2 separate regions of the Mus musculus genome follow, and region 2 is linked to region 1. Evidence: chromatin contacts called from public Hi-C data. All regions are on one chromosome and are shown on one strand. Each heading gives the region's core, a stretch centred on a gene start, on an enhancer-like site or on the middle of the called end of the contact. The rest is flanking DNA. Distances are from core to core; before and after follow the strand shown. Region 1 has its middle 27 kb from the start of Gm30145. Region 2 overlaps Nap1l1 (nucleosome assembly protein 1-like 1).

The links. A called contact is a pair of places that touch in the nucleus more often than the background predicts.
Region 2: a contact with region 1 is called in a Hi-C map of liver, with 3 times the contacts expected there. The contact joins two enhancer-like sites. A contact is called at or near these places in 3 of 39 promoter capture datasets (the HPC-7 cell line and liver), 5 of 484 Hi-C or Micro-C datasets (cerebral cortex, large pre-B cells, liver and 1 more), 4 of 115 datasets of contacts at active chromatin or transcription factors (bone marrow-derived dendritic cells, embryonic stem cells and pancreatic cancer cells) and 2 of 9 other capture datasets (adipose tissue and pancreatic islet).

The regions. Positions count from the first base shown.
Region 1 is chr10:111,404,348-111,406,989 of GRCm38.p6, reverse strand. No RefSeq gene overlaps it. Among named protein-coding and RNA genes, the nearest start is that of Gm30145, 27 kb to the right of the region's middle. Within about 2 kb of position 1,354, at least 4 of the 459 cell types and tissues checked have an H3K27ac peak or open chromatin away from gene starts, as enhancers often do. A contact at or near this core is called in liver, where this site is marked.
Region 2 is chr10:111,488,976-111,491,617 of GRCm38.p6, reverse strand. Nap1l1 (nucleosome assembly protein 1-like 1) reads right to left here. Exons shown (of 16, transcript NM_015781.5): 5 at 1,449-1,590; 6 at 1,161-1,241; 7 at 481-609. Among named protein-coding and RNA genes, the nearest start is that of Gm25117, 8.8 kb to the right of the region's middle. Within about 2 kb of position 1,342, at least 15 of the 459 cell types and tissues checked have an H3K27ac peak or open chromatin away from gene starts, as enhancers often do. A contact at or near this core is called in liver, where this site is marked.

The DNA.
Region 1 (2,642 bases), core at 105-2,604:
AATAAATTTTAAAAATTTCAAACAAATATTCTTGTATACTATTCCCTTATTTCTCGGGTGGGGGGGGCCTGCAGATTATATTGCCAGCCAAGGAGTTCATGAGTTTGAAAGTCTTTTTATGTCTGCCATGCATTAAACTGACTGACCTGGAACTATGAAAAATTATCACTTTGTATCGCAAAAGCTCCTCCTGTAGCCATAGAAACTGGTTTTCTTTGTTTTTTTTTTTTTATATCCCAACCCTTCTCTTTCTCTTATGACACAAGGTCTCACTCGCTCTTTGTCCCAGCTAGCCTGGACTGGAACTCTCTATGTAGCCCAGGCTGGCCTCTAACACCTGGCATCCATGCTGAGATTATGGCCGGAGCTGCCACATCCAGCTTGATTTTTTTTTTTCTTTTAATAACTGAATTTAGACTTTCTGGGCTTTGAAATAGGAAACATTTATGATCAGCAGGACAGATTTGGGGAAGACAGAGCTCTTGGTAACAGCTAGAGTAAGCCTGCTCCATAGGATGCTATAGGGTGTCACATTCAGATCAGAATAAAACGCCACCCTGCCCCGGACTGATAATAGCATCTATCCTCCTGCTTATTTTACCAAGTCCTTTACAGAGATTATATTCCTCCAAACAGATGCCTGAAATTTCTACAGTAATCAGGGTGAGTTTTACCTATAGTTGGGGTTTGAGTCATAAAACACGAAAGACTAACAAAGATGGAAGTGTTTGTGCTGGGGTATGGTTCCAAAGTAGAGCATCTGCCCAGCACATGAGGCCCTGAGTCTAATTCCCACAACTGTGGACATACATACATACATACATACATACATACATACATGTATGTAACAGGGACCCAGACCTTAGCACAACTGACTCCATGATGGAAGTACCACTCAGGCGATGAAACTTAGCGTGTAGACAGGACCATCTGCCAAAATGAAAACAAAGACCTGCCAGGCAGTGGTGGCGCAAGCCTTTAATCCCAGCACTTGGGAGGCAGAGGCAGGTGGATTTCTGAGTTCGAGGCCAGCCTGGTCTACAAAAGTGAGTTCTAGGACAGCCAGGATGATACAGAGAAACCCTGTCTCAACACCCCCCCCCCAAAAAAAATCCAAAAAACCAAAACCAAAAACAAACAAAAAAAACCAAAAACCTAATCCACCAAAGTCCACAGTTTTGGGAAAGTCTCTAAATGTGCTAACCTTGTTTTTTATCTTTCGTAGTTTCACTTCTGGCTGGCGGTTCTTGTTAAGTGAAGTATGCCAACCCAGAAGATGGGTTTGTGTGCTTAAAAGCTCACAGTGAGAAAAGTTCCAGGCTACACTGGGATCCTGAACTGTGTAGTTACCAGCCAGCTAATAAAGACTTCCTATTGGCTTACAGCCATGTCTGAGCAGCCTTCTCTGGAGGATACCCGACAACAATGTGCATTTTCATTAGGATGCAGGAATACCATGGACATTGAAGGTTATGGGATGGGGAAGACAAGGGACACAGACCAACAAGAGTGTCAAACTCCCAACTCATTATTTGAAAGCTGCCCAGGGGAAAATATTCTTTTTTCTTCTTATTCACATTTGAGTGAGGATCTCAAACTCAGAAGTACATGGATTTCACCACATCCTGGGTCAAAGGTGCTTCAGTAGGAATCCGGGTTACACGTGTAAACAGCCGTGCTTTGACGACATTGTTTCTGATCAATGGTGGAGTGTACACACAGTGATGGTCCCCTCTGATTGCCTAAGCAGAAGACGGCGGCACATAGCTACAATCCCAGTATTTGAGAGGTCAAGGATGATGAGACCAAGGCCACAGTGAGATCATATGTCCCAACCACAAAACAAAAACCAAACAAAGGCAGCTGAGATTCCACACATCTGTTTTCCCAACATTTTAGAGGCTGAGAGCCTAGGATTTAAGGCCAATTTAGGCATTCTTCTTTTAAAAACTACCTTTTGTGGGAAGCCACATACGCCATTACAAGGTGGCGCTGGCTACCACTGGCCACCACCCATAAGTTTGGGTAAACAACCAATGTGCGCATGTGCAGTAGAGTTTTTTGCCAAGTCACTGCCTGGACCGGGGCATGTAAATGAGGTACTGAAAGCATAACCAATCAGGGGCAGACATGTAAATGAGGTACTGAAAGCATAACCAATCAGGTTTAGACACACCTCTCCTAGACCTATATAAGCAGTGCCAGTTCTGGGGCTCGGAGTCTTTTCGCCTCTGCAATCAAGCTCTCCCAATAAACATGTGCAGAAGGATCCTGTTGTGGCGTCTTTCTTGCTGGTGAATCGGGTGCACACACCTTTAATTAAATTATATTAAAATATTTTCATTATATGTGTGAGCATCTATCTATCTATCTATCTATCTATCTATTTATCTATCTATCCATCCATCTAAATGTATGTGTGAGACTCGGTGCATGTATTATAGAACATGTATTAGGGTTCACTGGAGGAATAGAACTGATAGAATGAATCTCTACCTCGATATAGAAAGAGGATTTCTAGAGTGGCTTACATGCTGTGGTCCAGCTAGTCCAACACTGGCTGTCTACTAATAGAAGACCTAAGAATTCAGTAGTTGTTCAATTCACGAGGCTAGATGTCTCAGCTGGTCTTCAAGTATAAT
Region 2 (2,642 bases), core at 93-2,592, 85 kb before region 1:
GGATTAAAACAAGTTTCAAACTGAAAACTTTTAGTGCAATACAAATTAAACACTAGTATTTTTTCACCAACCCTACCTTGATACTAAGTACAGAAAAACAAAAAGGTATTATAAACAGTGAGAAAGCACCAACTAAGAATGATCAAAGATACCACTTCATTAATGAATTTTAAATTATTCTGATAACCAAACCTGAATTTTCTTTATATAAAACCATAAGGAACGCCGGGCATGGTGGCACACATCTTTAATCCCAGCACTCGGGAGGCAGAGGCAGGTGGATTTCTGAGTTCGAGGCCAGCCTGGTCTACAAAGTGAGTTCCAGGACAGCCAGGACTATACAGAGAAACCCTGTCTCAAAAAACCAACCCCCCGCCCCCCCCCAAAAAAAAACAAAAAAAATTTTTTTTAAATCATAAGGAAACCACAGATATCAAGATTTTCTTTTGAGTTAACAGGTGGCTTTGTGAATTAAATTACCTGAACCATGTCACTGAGCAAGTCAACATTCTTAAACACTGTCAACCAAAATTCAGGAATTCCTTTCGGGTCTTCTTTTTCTTCATCCTTTTTCTCATCTTCAATCTTGGCCTTTTCTTTCAGCTCCTCCTTGAAAAAGGCCAGCAAACAACGTAATGACTACTATGATAAGTCTCCTGATAAACCTTCAACTAACACATTGGAAAACTTCAATCCCATAGCAATCAATGCTCTCATCGCCACCTTAGAAAGACCCACCACGCACATCAAGAACTTGAAGAGTCAGTAACAAGATCTTTAACCACAGCAAACAAAAACCTTGTCCAGTGTTCAGCTTGAGGTCCTTACTCAAATGCCCTGATCATACCCTGCAGAGCAGCTACGTTAAGAAGCATGGTCCCCTAGCTCAGCACAGCCTTCCCTCACCGCCGTCATCCTTCACTGCAGGCAGGTAGGTCACAGCAAAGCTTTTCACCTGAAAATCACATGCTCTTCCAACAGTCCTCAAAAGCTCAAAGGAAACTACAGGAGACGCTTGAAATGCAAAAGGAGGCACTGCCAGGCTGAGGAATAGCTCATCTTATCCCCAGTATTTACAAAGTTGCTTATAAATGCTACTTCAAACAACTGGTTATGGTCCATCCTAGCATCTAAAATACAGGAAACTACAAGGTACTAACCGAAACTTCATCCTCCTCATCTGGTTTCCACTCGCATTCTTCTTCTGTAGGTTCATAGATTGCATTAATGATCTCAAATCGCTAAAATAAAGAGACAGCTTATGTAAGAACATTAGCACCCAAACCCTGACACTCCTGGTTTCTGGGTTAATTAGTAACTACCTACCACAGCCTTTAATCCTGGCCACTGCTGCTCTCAGACACCTCTAATACCTCCTCCCCCCACTGAGAGATCCAAGTACCAAGCCTGTCTCCTGAGTTACCTTACAAAGCAGTATAAATAATTACCTTATCAAATAAAGGCTGATAGAGAACAGCATACTTCCTCTCGAGATCATGAACTTCCTCATAGAATTTGGCTTCTATCTGTGCACATTTAACCTGAAGATTCTTGAGAGCATTCACTCGTCTTTTGACTACCTTAGGCAAGCTGAAAAGTTACAGAAAATCAGAAAAACACAAGTCACACTTTCCATACAACATTCAAGTGGGTAAGTTTCTGAGTTGAAGCAAGGAATTTAAAGTAACTAAAATTCAAAAGACATACAGATCCTTTTATTATAAAAGCAAGTAGGACAAATCAATAGAAACCAAACAAAACAAAATATCCAGACAAACACAAGAAATACCCTTAAGCCAGGTTGAATTCTTTCCAAATTTTTATAAAATAATTCTTGACCTAACCACTGAAGTAGTTACAATTAAGAAATTCAACTATTATCAGTTCACTCAGATCAGTTTTTTTCTACTTCTCCCACAAGCCTGACAGCTTAAGTCAGATTCCGCAGAATCTGTAGCGACAGCTAGACACGCCAAGAAGCTACATCGTCAGCCTGAAGCCAGATCAAACAGGGTTCGGGTCTCAAAACCAACCGATAAACTTAATTAAGGAAGTAACTTGGGCTGGTAAGTTGGCTCAATAGTTAAAAGCACTTACTGTTTTGCAAAAGACCTCAGTTTAATTCCCAGCACCACATGGAACTTGTAAACCACCTGTAACTCCAGACCCAGGAATCCAAAGCCCTCTTATGTGCACACTATGTTCATGGAGGCCCAACACTCTTATACATTAAAAAATAAATTAATTAATAAAAAGGAAAATCTTAAAATAAAGTAACTTAATGCTTTAGCTTATAATCCAAATAAAAATACATATTCAAATTGTGAAAATTTGAATATGCATCTTAATGTTAGAATAAAATATAGTCAAAGAATCTACAAAATATAAAGGCATGAGTACACATATACACCATATATTTAAATGTTTACCAGTCTACAGTGAGAGCTGGAACCCATGTTTTTACATATCCTTTTAACATTTTAACATATCCTTCCTAGAGACTTCCAGACTAAACCAAGTTATTACAGGGAAATACAGGTAACTTAAACAGCACCCATTACACCTTAGTTAGCATCAGGATGTAGTCTCTGCTCTGCACTTAGTTTTTATTATTATTGCCCAGTTGGGGGAGCTGTGTATGG